Linked DNA regions of Mus musculus: all the other regions are linked to region 1. The links are chromatin contacts, called in public HiChIP or PLAC-seq maps. All regions are on one chromosome and are shown on one strand. Each heading gives the region's core, a stretch centred on a gene start, on an enhancer-like site or on the middle of the called end of the contact. The rest is flanking DNA. Distances are from core to core; before and after follow the strand shown.

The links. HiChIP or PLAC-seq counts read pairs in DNA pulled down with a chosen protein or histone mark.
Region 2: an H3K4me3 HiChIP or PLAC-seq map of stem cell-derived neural progenitor cells shows a contact between it and region 1, with 4 times the contacts expected there. The contact joins the promoter of Zfp13 here to the promoter of Zfp40 in region 1. A contact is called at or near these places in 5 of 39 promoter capture datasets (the 3T3-L1 cell line, embryonic stem cells, hippocampal neurons and 2 more), 5 of 115 datasets of contacts at active chromatin or transcription factors (astrocytes, large pre-B cells, neural progenitor cells and 2 more) and 4 of 9 other capture datasets (adipose tissue, liver, macrophages and 1 more).
Region 3: an HNF4G HiChIP or PLAC-seq map of pancreatic cancer cells shows a contact between it and region 1. The contact joins the enhancer-like site here to the promoter of Zfp40 in region 1. A contact is called at or near these places in 2 of 39 promoter capture datasets (hippocampal neurons and liver), 1 of 484 Hi-C or Micro-C datasets (cortical neurons) and 3 of 115 datasets of contacts at active chromatin or transcription factors (astrocytes, extraembryonic endoderm stem cells and pancreatic cancer cells).

Annotation. Positions count from the first base shown.
Region 1 is chr17:23,191,352-23,194,626 of GRCm38.p6, forward strand. Zfp40 (zinc finger protein 40) reads right to left here and starts at 1,877. Exons shown (of 6, transcript NM_009555.2): 1 at 1,724-1,877; 2 at 326-451; 3 at 1-84. The coding sequence starts at 28.
Region 2 is chr17:23,584,985-23,588,138 of GRCm38.p6, forward strand. Zfp13 (zinc finger protein 13) reads right to left here and starts at 1,268. Exons shown (of 6, transcript NM_001356268.1): 1 at 977-1,268; 2 at 454-590. The coding sequence starts at 510.
Region 3 is chr17:23,698,736-23,701,768 of GRCm38.p6, forward strand. No RefSeq gene overlaps it. Among named protein-coding and RNA genes, the nearest start is that of Cldn9, 16 kb to the left of the region's middle. Within about 2 kb of position 1,581, at least 138 of the 459 cell types and tissues checked have an H3K27ac peak or open chromatin away from gene starts, as enhancers often do. A contact at or near this core is called in astrocytes, cortical neurons, extraembryonic endoderm stem cells and 2 more, where this site is marked.

The DNA of each region.
Region 1 (3,275 bases), core at 627-3,126:
CTTTGCTACAGTTTCCTCTCTTCACCATCCAGGGCTCTTTGCTCTGCTTCACAGGTAAGCAGGACTGGCTGAGGAGTGTGAGATCTGCATGCGAGAAAGATATTCCTCAGAGAGTAACTGGAACTTTTCATGAAAGAAAACGGAAAGATGCTCACACCTGTCAAAAGAATATACTTGAAGGAAGGAGAAAATATCATGAAAAATGCCTGTCGTTCTCTAAGGATTTCACTTTACTCTGTGAGATGTAAGACTAATCACACACATAGTGTAGTTTTCCCAGCACCTTGAGGAAGAACAAGGAAGACTGCAAGAAAACTATTCTCACCTAGAGAAACCAGACTGCTATACTTCTCCAACTGGAGATCTCTGTAAAAGCCCCGTGAGTAAGGTCTAGGCCTTCACATTCCTCCTGCACCAAGTCCACCTTCACAGCCTTGAAGATCAACAGATCCTTAAATAAAAAAGTAAAACAAACAGTGACAAAAAGCAGACAACAGTTTGGCCACATGTGCAAGGGCAGAGTGCTTTTTGTGAAACAAGGAGTCATTCATTACTCTGATTCCAGTGAGCGAATACAATTATTGAAACGATGCTTTCTAATTTTAGTTTTAATCTAAACTGAGTTTGCTGACTATAAAATCATGATTACACATTTCTGAATTGTGTATTTACACTCCAAATACTGTATTTATAGAGTGCTTACATCTCAAGACAGAAAATTAACAGGGAGTAAAATTTGCTTAGTAAACATTAATGTTTACAGCAGTAACTTTGGCATTTAATAAAGTACTGCTATGGGTAGCTGGCCAGAGATGACCACTCAAACAGTTTATAGCCCACTCAAAGTCTTTATTCCAGCCGGTTGAGACCACACCCAAGTGTTCAGGGACCTAAGTGTTTCTGTGAATGTCCAAAACATAGGGGTTTTAAGGGCAGGGACCTCATCCAGGCATCTTGCATAGCAGCTGCTGGGGCCATTCTGCAGAGTAAGTAGTTTGAAGCAAGCAGTTTTTAACAGTAGCTAAAATAGGAGGTTAGCCATCCTGATGGGAGGTTCCAGCACACCAGCAGCTAGGATCTAAGGTTGACTGGAAGAGGTTACTCAAAAACTTTAATCAATGGCTAAGTATGGTAGGTTAGCTAGGACATCCTGACCTAGAATAGAGTTGGGTCGTTTTTTTCATGGGATTCTCCATCAAGAAAATAATTTTTTAGTTAACCCTGGAAACGGTCTCAGCAGGAATACAACAAGATGGAGGAACCGCTACACTGTTTTGCTCTGTCACAGTGTATATTCTGATTCTATCAAATCTGCACTGGTTCTTCATGCGACTAGTATCTACAAAGCTTTCTGCTGTGCTTAGTCCCAGGGGCAAAGGACAATCTCTGAAATAGGCAAGTAGTAGAACACAGAAGTTAGAAAAAAGCATGCATGAATTTAAATTCCAGCAGCTTTGTAACTATTACAAAGCAATGAGAAGCCTGCTTGCAGACAACAGATGATGCAAATGCTCTAGCAGATTATTTTATGAAAATATTCTGGCCAGCATAAGATAAATGCAAAAATGACGATAAACCCCTGTTCATATGATTTCAATCTTCCCGACAATGGTAGGCTATCCATGGTTAAAAGATTATCTACTACAGAATTGTGAGAGCGGCTTCCTTTGAGCAGCCTCCACCCTTGCTCCCGCCCGTTTCCCAGCCCCGCGGCTCCTCTGACCTGGGCGTTCTATGGCTGCCGGGCTGAGGCTCAAGCTACAGCGCTGTTGACTAATGACTTTCTCAGGACTCCTCTCGCGGCACCTGTGGATGCCTGGAATTTTCACGCCCTCCTAGAGAAGCCCGTGTCCTCCACCCCGGATTCCGGACCTCGCAGCTTCCCCGGTCCCTCAGTGAATGGTGAATTTTTCTGTCACTCTGTGCAGGCTCCTTGGAGCACCGCCCTAGCTCCGCCCACCACACGCTGGTTCCGGTTACGTGAGGGTTTTTTTTTTTTTTTTTTTTTTTTTTGTAAGCCCACCCCTCCCAAGCTCTTCTCTTTCTTTCTTTCTTTCTTTCTTTCTTTCTTTCTTTCTTTCTTTCTTTCTTTCTTTCTTTCTTTCTTTCTTTCTTTCTTTCTTTCTTTCTTTCTTTCTTTCTTTCTTTCTTTCTTTCTTTCTTTCTTTCTTTCTTTCTTTCTTTCTTTCTTTCTTTTTTTCCAAGTCTATCCGATTGTTTTCGTTTTTAAAAACTTCCTCGCCTTCTGATCAGGCGAGTATCCCCGCTCCGCGGAGGCAGGTCCCTCCTAGTCAGTATTGGACAGCCTGTCACACAGCTCTAGCTGTCAGGCTGCGCTGCACACGCTCAGCACAGTCCCACCCACCCACCTACCAGGCTTGCTGACAGCTAGACCAGAACTGGATCTAGTCCGCTGCACCCAGGTCTGACCCAGACCGTGGCTTCTGAAGTCTTCAGATAGAAGTTATTCTGCCTAACTTTTCATCTTGAGATACTAGCCTTCTGGACTACAGCAAAAAGGAATCAGCCGACACCCTAAATTCTGACTTTTGTTCCGCTCCCAACATTATAGTAAACCTAAGGTTAAAATGCCCTTGACCTAAAACAGACAAACAAACAAACAAACAAACAAACAAAAAACCCAAAACAAAACAAAACAAAACAAAAAAAAACTATAGCTGTGTCCTTTAAGGAAAACACTGTAAGTGGTATCTTAAAGATACATAGCTCAAAAACCAAGAGTCAAATTCAAGGAGAACAAAGCAGGTTGAGCATGTAAATGAACTAAAAAAAGACAGGAACAAAATGATTTGTTGGGGGGAGGGGGCAGATAGCAAATGCTGATGGAAATGAGGACGACTTAAGATATGAAGATTGAATTCAATAAGTAGCTAGAAACATCGAAAAAGTCCAAACTGAAGTGAAGCAAGAAATCAAAACTGCAATGTCTAATAATAACTCAGAACAGGTAGGAGACAGAATATCAGGCTTGAAGACAAAGTACGGGAGCGGGATGTCTCAGTCAAAGGAAATGATGAATTAAAAGAAAATACACAAGTAGCACTGTTTAAAGGCAGAAGTGAAATTTAAACTGTGCATCCAACACTTATATGAAATAATTTAAATTTTAGACATTAACAACTCAATCTGGAGAGCTTTACTGGGAAGCTGGGTAATTATTTTCATAACTATGCAAATTGGAGTGACACTGAAAAGCCATCTGCATCCTTCTCTCACAGACCTTCACTATTACCAGCCAAACATCTAAAATTTTA
Region 2 (3,154 bases), core at 18-2,517, 390 kb after region 1:
AGTTCCCACAGAGCAGGGCTGCCCAAGGTAACACACCAGGCCTGAGGCTGAGTCAGAATCCTCTAGCTCCAAGACCGGGAGTCCAAGCCTGGACCCACAAAGATGGCGATTACACACACACACACACACACACACACACACACACACACGCACGCACACACCTAGTAACAGGCAGAACTAGAACTTGGACACAGAGAGGTAAGCTATGAGGAGGTGCAACCCAAGAGAAAGAAAGTGGGCAGTAGAGGACTTTCCTGTGTTCTGTGGGCACTATGCCCCTTACTGGACAGAACAAAACCAGTTACACTGAAAAGACCAGTTGGAAGCTATTTTCCATGATTACACCTCTTCTCCCACAGTGACTCTCATGCTTCCTTTTGTCCAGACACAGGTTTTGAAAACACCCTCTCCTACAGTTCAAGGCATCCCTCCCTAGCTAGGATCCCAGGATACCTCATGGGATTTCTCCTCGTTCTCAGTAGCCGCGATGCTTTGACTGTCTGCAGACATCTTCCACTTCAGAGCCAGGAAAAACAGCAAATGGTTCTTTCCCTTGCTAGTCGAGCCCCGTCCAGGTTTTAGCCAAGAACCTGGAAAAGAGGAAAGTAATCACTACCGTAGGAACACTTCCAAAGTGTCCAGCACTCCCCATGCCTGACCACAGTGCATACGAAGTCTGCCAGCCCCTACGGTGCCCCGCGGTGAATGATATTTTCTGGTTTCTCGGAAAGGAATGGTATTGTCCCCTTTGTCACTGAAGCAAGAGCCCTAAATCTCAGTGAAGCCAGGTGATGGCAAGTGAGGGCTGAATCAGGGCTTCTTGTCAATGAGGTGCAGAAACTTCTGCGGAGAGCCTGCCAAGGAGGCGCCAGTGCGTTGATGCCTGCTGTGTGCCCCAGCCGGACACAGAGCTTCGCCTGAAACCCACAAATTAGCTGCCACCGTCAGCCGTTCTCTCAAAGCTGCAGCTTCCCACCTGGGAACGATCATCGTGGTCGTGGTCTGGGTGGTACGTGTCCTCATCTTCCCAATCCTGGGTCCAGCCCCTTCATTATCGCTTGCCAGCATTCCACCTTTGACCCTGCCCCCTTCTGCAAGCTGACTGCACGAGCCGATTTCCATGTGCCTTCCCTAGCATCCCCTTCACACAAGGAGGAAACAAAGGAGACCCGGGGGTGAAGGTGGGAATGGAGACCCCCTCCCTAGAGTGAAACCAGTGTCTGCAGCCAGAACAGAACGGATGGAGAAGCCCGGTGGAGGCTGGGATTAGGGACAACAGGAAGTTCCTTCCAGATCCCATTCCCCAACTCAGCTGTAGCTTTACAGAGTTCCCAGATTTGAGGGTTCCGGTCCTGGGGTCCCTTGCCTCTGCTGCACCTGCTTTTGGCTTGGGAGAAAGTGTCAGTGCTGGCTCTCAACGCTTACTATACCCAACGGTATCTATAAACACGAAACAGAAAAAACGGAAGATGCTCTGAGCCTTGTGGCACATGCCTTTAATCCCAGCACTCGAGTGGCAGAGGTAGGCAGATCCTTGAATCCTTGAGTTCGAGGCCAGCCTCGGCTACAGGGCGAGTTCCAAGACAGCACAGAGAAACTGTCTCAAAAACAAAACATAATTTCTGGTGTTTTGTGACTCAAAGACAGCACTGTAGTCATCATAACGGAGCAGCATTATTGCGCTGAATGGAAGGAGCAGAGCCATTCTCTCTCGCACACCACACCCACACATCAGAAGGTCTTTTACTCCTCTGGAGCACTTTGGACCCTCCCAAACTGGCAGAGTGCTCCATCCCTGAGTGCACTTAGGAAACAGGATGAGACTCTCTGTAGCCCACCCTGATGCCTACCTGTCTACAAGATGGGAGAGGAATTGGATTTTAAAAGAATCATTTAGGCTCGATAATAGAGGCGTATGGAGACTGACCCAGGGTGAATTTGAGAGAGGGGGAGGTATGGGGGATGAGTATAGTTCAACTACATTGTACAGAACTCTGAAGAACTAGATAAGATATCATGGATTTGTTGTCTCCGCTATGTAGCCCTAGCTTCCCTGGAACTCACTATATAGACCATGCTGTCCTCTAACTCTCAGAGATCTGAAGATACTATGGTTTTTAAAAGACAGAGAGTGGGGTGGAGGGGTGGAGTGATGGCTCAGAGGTTTAGAGCATTGGCTGCTCTTCCAGAAGACTTATGTTCAATCTCTAGCACCCACGTGGTGGTATTCCTAGCAGATCTGACACCCTCTTCTGAATTCCAAGTGTCTTGCACCCACATGCCACACAGACATATATACAACAAAATATAATAACTTTTAAATAGGGGCTGATTCAGTTGTCCAAGATCCTGATGCTACCTTCAGACCTGGGGAACTAAGGCTCTAAGGGGGAAGAAAGTGACTGTGCTTCTCATTCCATCCAGAACAGGTCATAGCAGTGTTAGGAGAGGGGTGGAGTCTTAGCCTGAGAACACTTCCTGGGGCGGAATGGTCTGCAGGAATTCATCCTGTGCCTGCTGGCTACAGCTCATCACTCATCGAGTCTTTTGAGACTGGATCTTTCATTCCAAAAGGCAAATACTAGTGGCTGAACAGTGGTTTGATCCTATAATCTCAGAAGTGATCAGGAGGCTGAGGCAGAGGAGTACAAAAAGTGAAGCCAGGCAGAGAGGGCTACATAATTCACAGAAACTAGGGCTACGTGGCAAGAAATTGTCTTTAAAATTTAACAACAAAAAGGAGCAACCCTAGTTCCCTGCACAAGTTCATGAAAGAGTAGTAAACTCAATGCTCCAAGGTATGCTAATCATAAAACAGATTCCTTCCTCCACCCACCCGCTTCCTGGGTTCAAAGAGTATTCATTCAAAGAAAGTCACCCTGACCCACCCTGACCACTACTGGAACCCACTATGCAAAGGTGCTATTGCTAGGGGCTCTTAGATTGTTAGGGGCTCTTAGAAACTGTCTTGAGAGATAACCTGACACTTGTGACTTTGTACTTCCTTGTGACTCTTAACTGGTATTTTTGGTATTTTCCAACAACGCCCTTCCCACCTCCTTGAGTTGTGGTTTTTTCCTTTAAATACCCCCTTACCCAGCTACTCGGGGCGCCACGGTCCTCTACCTCTACCTCTTTTATTCAAGAGCGCTCT
Region 3 (3,033 bases), core at 331-2,830, 510 kb after region 1:
AGCCCAGCGTGGTATCCCAAATATTTAACCTAGCTAGCGCTCAGAAGGCTGACAGGATAATGGAATTGCTGAGTTCAAGGTACAGCTAGTACTACATAGCAAAAAAGGTCTGATCTCAGGGAAGCAAAGGCGGGTTGGTCTCTGTGACTTTGAGGCCAGCCTGGTCTATGAAGCGAGTCCAGGGCAGGCAGGGCCATTACACAGAGAAATCGTGTTTTGAAAAACAATAACACAAACAAAAACAACAACAAAATCCAAACAAGAACAAAAACAAAAAGAGATCTGTCTTAAAAACCCAAGACAAACAAAAAAGGCAAACTTCTGTTTTTATCCACAGAACCTGGGTGTTTCACATCAGCAGGTGTTGGGTAGGCTCTGCAGTCCCAAAACAACAGCTCATTTTATCAGTACTTTGATGAGTTACTTCTTAAATTACCTAGGGAGGACGCTGCAGGACAAGAGGTGTGGGGGAGGGGCAAACGTCCCTTATCTTTCTTTAAATTGCTTTGAATGAGGGTCTCACTAAGTAACAAAGGCTGACCTTTTAACTTGTGATCCCTCTTCTTAACTATCCCTAAAGTTGGGATTACGGGGCGTGTGCCGCCAGCCCCAGCTGACATCCCTCATCTTAATGCCAGGTTTACTTTTTTTCTCCTCAGCCTTGGCTGCAGTCCTGACATTCTTGTCTTATTCCCAGTCGAGCTCTGGCCGGGCCTTCCGAGCCTGCCGGTGTCCAGGCACGGACTCACCGGCTTGTAGCCCCCGCGGAGCCAGGCGGTCAGCAGGGCGGCGACAGGAAGAAGTAGGGCGGCGGGGGCGGCGGCGGCAGCGGCGGAGGAAAGGCTGGGAGCGGCCAGGGCTCGCGGGGGTGCGGCGGCGCCAGCAGGGTGAAGGGCGAGGGTCGCGCGGGCAGCGGCGGCAGCGGTTGTGGAGGCGGCTCGGCGAGCAGCGGGGGCCGGCCGCGAGCACCCACCGGCCCGGGGGTGGCGGCGACCGCGGCTTCGGGCAGCGGCGGCAGTGGCAAGTGCGCGGGCGGCGGCGCGGGCGCGGGCAGACGCGGCAGATCCTGCAGGGCGAGCACGGCTGCGGGCGGCGTGGGCGCGCAGACCTCGGGCGGCAGCTCTGGCAGTGCCAGGTGGACCCCGGGGCCCCAGGGCGCCAGCAACTCCGGGCGCAGCGGGAGTGCGGGTAGCGGCGGCAGCTCAGCTAGGGCCAGCGCCGAGGGCAGCGGCCGTCCGGAGCTCAGGCCGGGCGGTAACCCCGGCAGCGGCGGGTGCGGCAGGGACGCTGCGGGCGGCAGGGACGCGCGAGATCGGCTAAGCCGAGAGTGCAAGCGGCCGCGGTCGCGCCGCGGGTGCGAGCGGGAGCGGGGCCACCGCGCCGCCAGCTTGGCCGATGCTGCCACCCCAGGACCCAGTGCCCGCTGCCGGCCGCTGCCTTGGAGCGAGGGCCAAGGGCTGCTAGGTCCTCCCGGCCAATTGCAGTCGCTTGCAACGCGTTCCAGCCAAACACAAGCTGGTGCGCTTGCTGCCTCGGCACCCCAACCAATCATCGTGTCCTGCCATGCTACTGGTGCATACGCGCCCTGGGCTCCCTCTCCTGGTCCGATGGTGCTCTGAGAGGTTGCAATCTCCAGGCCGTGCCCCAACAGTATTAAATGTGTCACAGCTCCGCAATTGTTGCTGTTTATCAATGGTGACGCTGAAGTGATGCATATTTTCACTCCATTTTCTGTTTTGAGACAAGGGGTCCCAGGCTGGTATCCATACGCAGCTCAGGATGCTGTCCCACTCGAAGCCCTCCTACTTCCACTTCTTGACTACCAGGTGGGTAAAGTTGCTTACCTCCAAGCTTAGAACTGAGTTCAATCCGGAGATCCACATAATGGAAGGAGAGAACCAATTCCTATTAGTTGTCCTCTGACCCCCGAACCCGTGGCACGAACACAGTCACACATACACAAAATAAATAAACAAAATGTAAAAAAAAAAAAAAAAAAAAAAAAAAAAAACCAGTACTCAAATGCAGTGTTTTGGGTTGGGTGTGCAGCTATGTTGATGAAGTGCTAGCTGTATAAGGCTCTGAGTCCAGCCCTCAGCCCCACTCAAATCAGGTGTAATTTTTGTAATTGCAGAACTCGGGGGAGATGGAGGCAGAAAGATCCGAAGAAGCCCAAGGTTATCATCAACCACATAGCCAAATTCAAGGCTAGTTTGAGCTAGATGAGATCCTGGGCAGGAAATGGGGAGATTGGTGGCAATGTGTAGTATATATGTTAACATGCCCAATAATTCTGAATGACAAATGGGTGGGCTTCTGGTAAAGAAAGAAAGAAGATAAATAAATAACTGAGACTCCAGCCTGTCACCCTAGCACTTGGCAGGCAGAGACAGGAGGATCAGGGCACCAAGACTGGCCTCAGCTACTCAACAAGTTTGAGGCTACCTTGAACTGCCCAAGAATCCGGCTCAAAAATGAAATGAAACAACAAAAGGAGAAAAAAGAAAAAGGGGCCAATACCTTCAAATTCGGAATTGGAGGACACTGGATAGATGGCTCTGTGGTTAAGAGCACTTGTTGCTCCTGCAGAGGACCCAGGTTCAATTCCCAACACCTGCTGGGTGTCTCAGTGTCTCATCTGTAACTTCAGTTCTAGGGGGTCAAGAGGCTCCTTGGATACCAGACGTTTTCATGGTGTTCATACATACATTCATACATTTCATGGTGTTCATACATACATTCATACATTTCATGGTGTTCATACATACATTCATACAGTTCATGGTGTTCATACATACATTCATACATCTCATGGTGTTCATACATACATTCATACATTTCATGGTGTTCATACATACATTCATACAGTTCATGGTATTCATACATACATTTCATACATTTCATGGTGTTCATACATTCATACATTTCATGGTGTTCATACATACATTCATACATTTCATGGTGTTCATACATACATTCATACATTTCATGGTGTTCATACATACATTCATACATTTCATGGTGTTCATACAT